Regions from separate parts of the Triticum aestivum genome. Here region 1 is linked to region 2. The links are chromatin contacts, called in public Hi-C maps. All regions are on one chromosome and are shown on one strand. The core of a region is the stretch at or near the end of the contact, and the rest is flanking DNA. Distances in the headings are between cores, read along the strand shown. Region 1 holds the start of LOC780585 (homeobox-leucine zipper protein HOX4). Region 2 holds the start of LOC123121794 (dicarboxylate transporter 2.1, chloroplastic).

Region 1 (5,151 bases), core at 141-2,640, 140 kb before region 2:
GTCTCTCGCTCTCTGCCGCGCCTCATTTCCAGGGATCCGTCGGCTCCGTCCACCACGCCAGCGGCGGCTCGTCGGCGAAGAACCCCCCGCACGGCTCCTCGTCGTCCAGGAACCCCGTCTCGTCCTCCTCCACCTTCAGGAAATTCCCGTGCAGGAACACCTGCCCGTGCCCCGCCGCCGCCGCGCCGGCCGCCCCGGGCCCGCCGAGCAGCGTCCCCATCTCCGGAGCCGGCGCCTCCTCTGTTGGCGTGGCGCCGGTCGCGTCCGTGTCGTTCAGCACCCCGCTCGAGTCGCTGTCGGATGACCCCATGCCCGCGGGCGGCGGGCCGTCGGACGCCGCCGGCTCCTCCTTCACCGACGTGAAGCTGGCCGCGGCCTCCTCGTCCCCCAGCTTTCCCTTCAGATCCTTGATCTGTATCACACGAGGCGCGCAAGCATCGAGCATCAGCCATTGCGCACGTACAATACTAAGAAGCGGGCGTGAGCGGCACGGACCTCGGCGAGGAGGGCCTCCTTGTCGCGGCGGAGGGCGTCGTGGTCGACGCGGAGCGCGTCGTACGAGTGGCGCAGCGCGTTGTAGTCGCGCTCGAGCTGCTTGGTCTTCCAGCGCGCCCGGCGGTTCTGGAACCAGACGGCGACCTGGCGCGGCTGCAGGCCAAGGTCGCGCGCCAGCCGCGCCTTGCGCTCCGGCTCCAGCTTGTTCTCCACCTCGAAGCTCCGCTCCAGGGCGCGCACCTGCTCCGCGCTCAGCCGCCGCTTCTTCTCCCCTCCCCCGCAGCCGCCGCCGCCGCCGCCGCACGCCATCATCTCCTCCTCCGCGTCCCCGTCCGCCTCCATCCCGACCACGCCGTAGTCCATATCTAATCAAACACGCACACAAAGACTCAGATTTCCGCGCCCTTCACCTCCACAGAACGAATTCCCATCAGAAAGAAAGAAAGAAAGAAAGAGGGCTGGCAATTTACCATTGGGGCTGGCCATCTGGAGGTGGGAGGAGGGGTTTCCGCCGCCGGGCCGCTTCATGGCGAGTTCCACAGAAATTCAGATGGCACCGGCACCACCACCACCACCACCACCTTCCCCGATTACTGCGAGAAGAGGAGCAAAGAGCGGGAGAAAGGGCTCGCGCGCCTCCACTGCTGGCCCCTCCCCGTCCTCCCGTCCACGCCTCGATCCATGACGGCCACCATGTACCCTCGTCTCCGCCTTGGGAAACCAACACCGATCAAAATGTCCTCCCCTCCACGATCGCGTATGGATTTTTCTTCCGCGTTTCCTTACGATCCAAAAAGAGTGAGGAGGGGGAGGAGAGTGGAGTGTGGAGTGGAGTCCTGCTCTGTTTTCTTTTCCGGGTTTCCTTTCCGTTTCCCCAACACTGCGTGCTGCATTTCCGTGTGCGTTTAATAAAGGGGAGAGGGAGGGAGAGAGAGACAGGCGGGGCGGGGCCGTGTTCCTCCGGCTCGGCGCTCGGGTTAGGTGGAGGGGGCGGTGCGGTCAGGAGCTGACCATGGTTAGGACCCCCTGCACGCGTCGCACGGCAATTTGCGAGCCCAAGCGCGATCTTTTTTACTGATCGGTTCAGAGGTGCTGCGTGCACGTAGGGTCGTGGACTGATAAGACGGCCTGCACTGGAATGGGACGCCCTAAGCCTCTCGTACAAGCCCAGTTCATGCTTCACAATTTGGGAATTTGCATCTTACTATTCTTTGTGCACTAGAACTTTCACTAGTATAGACTAAAAAAAACTAGAACTTTCACTAGTATAGACTAAAAAAACTAGAATTTTCACTACCAAAATACCCCCCAAAAAAGACATCAGACACGATCGAAAATGTAGTATCAACATGTGAGATGCAGTTGAAAGGGTGTAGTTGAAAATATCGTCCAAACACGGCATTCTGTTGAAACATGTGATGGAGTTGAAAAATATGCAGTTGAGACCCAACACGGTTGGAAGAAAAATAAAAATGCAACAGTAAATATATACTACTGAAACGCATAGAACCAATTGCATTGCTAACAACTGCAACATTTAATAGATTCTTGTGTACCAAACGTGCAGTGGTTACCATTTCACAAAAAATTATCTTGAATCGCTAACTATCAAAACCCTCTTACTTTAGTGCAAAAGGATACCCAATGAAGAATGATATATATAGTGATTTGCTTGATTTAGTACAGATTACATCAGCAGATGCATATAGAGCAGCTGCTCAGAATTGAAACATAGGACGGGGGAGGAATCGTGTGCTGATCGTGGGGAAGAGGCGCCAATGGCAGGCTCGGCGACACAGAGACATGCACAAATATCGATGAAGGCGGCTGAAGGTGTCATGGACTAGGGGGTACTAACCTAGTCGGCCCGTATTCCTCGGGCTGGGCGAGTGGTCCCTCATTCTTCTCAAGATGGATCCCGGAAGCCGCACGCTGGAGGTGAGATCAAGACTACATCCACCGAAGACTCGACGTATACTCGAAGACTTCTCCTACCGCCTCCACGCCTAGATACCGACCTTGTAACCCTAGATATCCTACCTGACGTGTGTATAAGCCAAAGGGTTTAACCCGTAGAGGGGACTTCAACACAATCACGTACGTTTAGCCTAGAGTTAGAACACATCTCACGATCTCGAGGTGTTGGGTTCTATGGTAGGGTGCGTCGACTGCAAATTTAAAATTCCTACCCGCAGGACATCCAGGAACATGCTACGGGAACGGATCACGGATCGTTACCACTAGACGCACAATGCCATGCAGCAGAAGTAGAGTTGGGGCAGCGCATCTCCGGAGTCGGCTCCTCCTCGTCCGATCTCCCTCGAACAGCCGGTCGTCGGATCCCACGTACAGGTTCGCCGGAGTGCGCAAGCGTGTTGGGGATCGTAGTAGAATTTTAAAATTTCCTACGCATCACCAAGATCCATCTATGGAGTATACTAGCAATAAGGGGAAAGGAGTGCATCTACATACCCTTGTAGATCGCGAGCGGAAGCGTTCCAATGAACGGGGTTGATGGAGCCGTACTCGCCGTGATCCAAATCACCGATGACCGAGTGCCGAACGGACGACACCTCCGCGTTCAACACACGTACGGAGCAGCGACGTATCCTCCTTCTTGATCCAGCAAGGGGGAAGGAGAGGTTAATGGAGATCCAGCAGCACGACGGTGTGGTGGTGGAAGTAGCGGGATCTCGGCAGGGCTTCGCCAAGCTTTTGCGAGAGGGAGAGGTGTTGCAGGGGGAGAGGGAGGCGCCAGGGGCTGTGGTGCTGCTGCCCTCCCTCCCCCCACTATTTATAGGCCCCCTGGAGGGGGGGGGCTCCGGCCCTGGAACCCATCTACATGGGGGGGGGGCCAAGGGGGAAGGGGGGTGGCTTCCCCCCCAAGCCAAGTGGGGCGCCCCCCACCCCTAGGGTTTCCAACCCTAGGCGCAGGGGGAGGCCCAAGGGGGGGCGCCCCAGCCCACTAAGGGCTGGTTCCCTTCCCACTTCAGCCCATGGGGCCCTCCGGGATAGGTGGCCCCACCCGGTGGACCCCCGGGACCCTTCCGGTGGTCCCGGTACAATACCGATAACCCCCGAAACTTTCCCGGTGGCCGAAACTGGACTTCCTATATATAATTCTTCACCTCCGGACCATTCCGGAACTCCTCGTGACGTCCGGGATCTCATCCGGGACTCCGAACAACTTTCGGGTTTCCGCATACTAATATCTCTACAACCCTAGCGTCACTGAACCTTAAGTGTGTAGACCCTACGGGTTCGGGAGACATGCAGACATGACCGAGACGCCTCTCCGGTCAATAGCCAACAGTGGGATATGGATACCCATGTTGGCTCCCACATGTTCCACGATGATCTCATCGGATGAACCACGATGTCGAGGATTCAATCAATCCCGTATACAATTCCCTTTGTCAATCGGTATGTTACTTGCCCGAGATTCGATCGTCGGTATCCCAATACCTTGTTCAATCTCGTTACCGGCAAGTCTCTTTACTCGTACCGTAATGCATGATCCCGTGGCTAACTCCTTAGTCACATTGAGCTCATTATGATGATGTATTACCGAGTGGGCCCAGAGATACCTCTCCGTCATACGGAGTGACAAATCCCAGTCTCGATCCGTGCCAACTCAACAGACGCTTTCGGAGATACCCGTAGTGTACCTTTATAGTCACCCAGTTACGTTGTGACGTTTGGCACACCCAAAGTACTCCTACGGTATCCGGGAGTTGCACGATCTCATGGTCTAAGGAAAAGATACTTGACATTGGAAAAGCTCTAGCAAACGAACTACACGATCTTTGAGCTATGCTTAGGATTGGGTCTTGTCCATCACATCATTCTCCTAATGATGTGATCCCGTTATCAATGACATCCAATGTCAATAGTCAGGAAACCATGACTATCTGTTGATCAACGAGCTAGTCAACTAGAGGCTTACTAGGGACACGTTGTGGTCTATGTATTCATACATGTATTACGATTTCCGGATAACACAATTATAGCATGAACAATAGACAATTATCATGAACAAAGAAATATAATAATAACCATTTATTATTGCCTCTAGGGCATATTTCCAACAAAGCGCACCGCCTCTAACGGTATCCGCGCGTGCAGGAGGAACACTGTATGGCGTACTGCTAGATTTGATCACACAATCGGCGGCGGGTGGAGGTGGCTATTCGCAACACATGCAAAGCCCTAGTGACGGTGCCACAGCGATCAACCCGATAAGATGTCGCACCTCCACTTTATATAGGCATCCGCCGTGGGCTCAACACTTGGGCCTCGCATTGATCCTAAAGCCCAAAGTATGTTCGGCCTGGATCCGAGTCCGAGTAGGATCACACCTGACTCGTGGAGTCAGATCCGACCTCATAGGTTCCTTCCCTTAAGCGCGCGACCCCTTAGGTTCTCGTTCACTTGGTTGCAAGTCAGATCACATCTGGCTCGGCTAGTCGGTAGCGGCCTCTAGCAAAGCGTGCCGACTCCAAGTGTCGGAAGAAGCTGGTTAGGCGAACCTGTACATCACACTTCTGTTCTCTTTGCCACACGATATATGTTCTCGGGATCAAGGCGAGTTTGTCATCCTTGTGCTAGCCCGACCTCTTTCTCGTTCTATTGATGCCGACCCACAAACCGGATTAT
Region 2 (4,868 bases), core at 1,143-3,642:
CTTCTCTGCAGCTAAAGCTGGGGCCTCAGGTGTGTCCTTTATTTCAGGGGGGAAGATTTTATATAGCAAGTATGGTGTTGCTAGCAGAGACACAATAGCTGGCAAACTAGCAGCCTGGAACCATGACACCCATGGATTCGCAACTATGATACCAAGCTCCTCTGCTAGCTTCAAGCATAACAGATTTTGTGCTGCAGCAGTCAGGAAGAGAGCACTTGAGTTACTACCTGCCTGCCAAGAAACAAAAGAGCATAATAGTTATGTTTTTTCGAGTCGCCATAATAGTTCTGTTGTAAGAAATGCTGGATGAATTTAATTAGCCAGTCATGTATGAACTTTATTAGAGTTGAAACTGCACATACCATGGAAGTTCAAGAGCATCACTGTTGTTTACAACAAATTAAGGCTAGGCCAGTAGATAAAACAGCTTTAACGTCACTCTTGCACTGTTACTTGTAGGTTGGGTTTTGTTTAGTTAAGATAGCATTCAAGCAAGAAGCAAAATCTTTATAGTTGAGTAGCTTTCCTGCTAGGATAGTTAACTTTGAGCACAACAGTTTTAAGAAATCATCAGTATACTTTCCATTTAGGATGGTTGGCATTGGTTTTATAATGAAAGCACTCTTTCTTCCTAACACCTCCATCTATTTCCTACATCAGTGATCTCATGGTCATCATTCTCCATGCACGAAATGTTACCATCATTATCCAGTAAAACAAATACTCCGTACTTACAATTTAAACCTGTAAATAGGCTCTAGACGAAAATTAGACTAAAATGGCTGGCCTGGGTCTTACAGTTGATCAGATTGATTCGTACCTCCCAGTGGCTTACCTTAGTAAACCCTACGATATGGACGAAGCTTAGGTTTCATATTTCAACCATGCCTGTTGTGTTTAACTGTTTGTCACTTTTTATTTCCAGATAAGTTTTCTTCAGTTCAACTTCACCAATTTACTGAATAATGTTGTCAGGAATCAGGAATCAGGTGAACAATGCACTACTCTAGTTTCGCCATAGAATCCTCCAACTGATAGGATACTTCCTTTAGAAAGGCTGTTGAGAAATCACGAAACTGAAATACACAAAATAACACACTGACTGCTAGAGCTCCAAAATTAATTTCAGCACTGGGGGGTGTACACTAAATAAATTCTGACCAAGCAAGCATCGATTTGACGCATATAGAATTACAGGTTCTTGCACTAATTGTGCCTAGGAAAATCATGCTAACACCCCACATCTCCCAATCAGTAACAAAGAAATGTTGCACCACCTTCAACCTGTGCAGAGCACCGCTCCACAAGAGGTTAATATAATCAAGGTAACACGATCGGCAGTTGAGCACTGAACCCTTCAAGAGTTCAAGTGTTGTGACAATTAGCAACTGAGCATCTGGCGCATTCATTTGTTAGAATCCTATGGTGGCAGGATTGTATGATCGATCTATTCTATGGCCAAATTACCAGCCACCAGGTTCATCAAACCAGCGTTGAATAATGAAAATTAATTTACACCACTTACCTGGAACTGGGTCATCACAAGATATGACCCGAGCTTCCGCGACGACGGGTCGTTAGGCTTGCTGCCCGCGGAGAGCGAGAGCGACTTGATGATAGGCAGGAAGACGCCCCCGGCCCTGGCGGTGGTGCTGGGCATGGCCGGCGCGATGCACGCCTCGCTGACGGTGAGCCCGTAGGAGAGCCCGAGCGTGCTGCCCCCGAGCCACTTGATGAAGTAGGTGGCGATGCGGTCGCCGAGGCCGGTCTTGACGAAGCCTCGCGCGAAGAAGAAGGAGATGACGATGAGCCAGATGACCTCGTTGGTGAAGGCGGAGAAGGCGGTCTCGAAGGGGAGCGTCCGCGTGGCCACGGCGGTGGTGAGGCCGAGGAAGGCCCAGGCGCCCACGGGGAGCGGGCCCAGCACGAGCCCCGCGATGGTGGAGAGGAAGATGGAGAGCAGCTGCCACGCCTGCAGGGTCACCTCGGCGGGCCGCGGCGCGAGGAAGCGCACGGCGAGGCCGGCCGCCAGGGAGACGACGAGCGGGACGAGCTTGGCGCCGGCCGGTTCAGCGCTGGCCTCCGCGTCGGGGTCAGGGCCGGATTCGGGGCCGGGCGTTTGGGAGGCGAGGAGGTGCCGCGCGTGGCGGCGAGGGGCGGGGGAGAGCAGGCGATGCCGCGAAGAGAGGGGGCGGGATGCGAGCGGGAGGGGGAGGTGGAGCTGGCGTCGGCGGAGATGGTTCGGGGCGCCGACGAGCAGAGGCGGGCGGTGCGAGACGGCGACCCGGAGGCGCTCCATCGGCGCCGGCGGCGGGAGGACGGGGGCGGAGCGGTCCAGGAGCAGAGGCGGGCGGTGGTTTCAGAATTCAGTCCCCGGAGATCGACTTGTAATGGCTGCTTTTTGAAATAATCATTTTTAGCCTAGATACTAACGGCGGAATCTGCGAAACTAACGCCTTGATGATTTCACCCACTGACATGTGTGGTCATGTGCTGGGCGTCCGGGATGGACCCACCTGGCAGCGGCCGAAGGAGTAGCGCTGTGTCGCCCACGTTTTTGCCGGGAGATACTAGGGCTCGGCGTGGGGACCAGTCGCAGTCACCGGAATCTGTGTTGGTGCTCACCTGTGTGGTGCGGCTGAGCTGAGCAGCCTCGTCACCGGTGGTGGATCCCGCGAGGCATCGCGTTTTGACGGGAAGCGACGGTCAACAAGGGGTCGACACGTGGCGCCAGTAGATTCTGGTTGCCAGCCCCGTCTGCCGTTCGATGAGGATTGGACGATCCAGATGACCAGCCAGGTCATTTTCCTGAAAGATCGCACACATTTCCCACGCGACATTTTCCATGCCATGAAACCGGCAGCGTCGCGGGACCACCTGCCAGTGGACCACCTGCAAACACTAAGCATTGCAAAGAATTCCACGAAATACACATTCAAGCCAACAAAGAGTGTGATGAAGACCAGAGTTTGGACAAAAAGAGCGTGTGAAGACTGGAGAAGCCATATAATATATAATCAGTGAAACAAAATGACCTGCATCGCAGCAACAATTTTCGTGAGTATAAATAATGATGCTGTTACAACTTTCCGTGGATTGTCCTTGCAGCAAAACCATTTGCAACAGCTTGCAAACAATCAATGGCAGATACTATAACACCTTGGAGACTATCAAAACCTATGGGCGGCTAGCTTCAGCATACTGTTGGAAAATTCTATGCTGAAGCAGTGGATGAGAGTCAGGCCTACAGTCTATGACCCAAAAAAAACCTCGTGAAAACGCGTCATGTTAAGTATGAGGGATCACTTCCACGTGACAACCCTTCCCTATCGTCAATCCGTACCGTGGTATCCATAATGAATGCTCCCAAGCGTTCGGCGTCAGGGGCATCTGGTCGGCGGGCAGAACTCCGATATGTCGACGCCAGCAGCCTCCATTGCGTCATGCTGGCAGTTGGTCGGGGTGCAGCACTCCGATATGTCGATGCCGGCGACCTCCATTGCATTGTGAACCCACTTTGGCACGTCACCCTTTGGGAACTGCCATCATCATGATTTTAGTGTTTAGAGGTAACACAAACTACTAAGAAAGATAATAACAAGACAAGAATATGGTTTTAGCTCTGTAGATGATTGGGTGGCGATGGTATAAGGAGGCAGTTTGTTGCTCAGCTATTTTTTGTTCAATCATATATGATAGAACAGAGATTGCAGAGCAAGACAAACCTGCACCCTCAAGAATCCTCTCACGAATCTGCAAACATGTCAGCAGAATTTCGTTATTTAACAGCACACAATTTAACTGAATAATCAGGCAGATTTATGTCGAATGAGACAACATACTCTGGAAATCGCCCTTCAAGAATCGACATGTGGAGATCTCTACTTAACTGAAACAGAAATGAGAGTGATCAAACAATAGCCAACTGTGCTCAAAATGAACAACTCAGCCAAAAAAAATGACAGGATACCCGCGCCATAAATGATAAATTGTGATATGACAGCAGTTGAGAACCCATAGGATCTTTCGTGACCAGACAATGCAAGTATGCACGGGTATAGTTTTTGCAGACCTGAACAACAAGACAACCATGTTACAGAACTCCAAAGATTGTAATTATATCAATCAGTTTACCACTTTGTTCCTAGTGTTGTTGAAGCCATACCATACATGGACAGGAAGGATCAATGGGCCGTTCGTCAGTTGCCATTGCATTTTGTTTCAACTTCAGAACACCCTAAGATGATGCAGAAAAAAAGAAGTTCAATAAATCATCAACGGGAATTAAAGTTAAAGGAACTAGATTAGCACCAACTTAGAAATTAAGACTATCTTAACATAAGCTTAAAGCCTAAACCTGCTATAAATGTGCCTGCTTCTACAACAAGCACAGTTAATTTAGACAGTATACCCAACAAGCATAAATGCCAGGGTCCCCATTGCAACACCATCAAATGGTTTATCAGCAAGTCCAGCTTATGGGGTTTCTAGAAGAAACAATATCCCCTCCCATTCACTCACACGGACACACCTCTCATGTGAGTTCGCTACAGTAATGCTGACTGAGGAAAGCACAGAGGATGTGATCTCAGAATTTCGAATGGACTATGGTTGCATATGTTACTGTTCTTACCCATATCAGGCTAATGTAAGATAAGTTCTTTGAATGCCAAAAGACTGAAATATATCAGTGCTACAATAAAATGCTTCACCCAGCTTGAATTGCATAGGGCTGTCAGGGACAGAATTTTCCTACCTCAGGCACAAGTGCGCTCCCAAAGCGAGCAGTGCGTGTTGGATAGACACAGTCATACATATCTGCACCCAAAGCACTGCATACTACAATATCAAGTGGATAACCAACACCC

Evidence for each region. A called contact is a pair of places that touch in the nucleus more often than the background predicts.
Region 1: a Hi-C map of leaf shows a contact between it and region 2, with 6 times the contacts expected there. The contact joins the promoter of LOC780585 here to the promoter of LOC123121794 in region 2. A contact is called at or near these places in 5 of 5 Hi-C or Micro-C datasets (leaf, root and an unstated tissue) and 1 of 1 datasets of contacts at active chromatin or transcription factors (leaf).

The regions. Positions count from the first base shown.
Region 1 is chr5D:365,479,119-365,484,269 of IWGSC CS RefSeq v2.1, reverse strand. It overlaps LOC780585 (homeobox-leucine zipper protein HOX4), which reads right to left and starts at 1,390. Exons shown (of 3, transcript XM_044541854.1): 1 at 966-1,390; 2 at 496-860; 3 at 1-412. The coding sequence starts at 1,023. The coding sequence ends at 23.
Region 2 is chr5D:365,336,832-365,341,699 of IWGSC CS RefSeq v2.1, reverse strand. LOC123121794 (dicarboxylate transporter 2.1, chloroplastic) reads right to left here and starts at 2,392. Exons shown (of 5, transcript XM_044541853.1): 1 at 1,526-2,392; 2 at 1-231. The coding sequence starts at 2,299. It overlaps LOC123121793 (queuine tRNA-ribosyltransferase catalytic subunit 1), which reads right to left. Exons shown (of 16, transcript XM_044541851.1): 11 at 4,757-4,867; 12 at 4,166-4,237; 13 at 3,971-4,072; 14 at 3,843-3,889; 15 at 3,726-3,753; 16 at 3,255-3,539. The coding sequence ends at 3,381.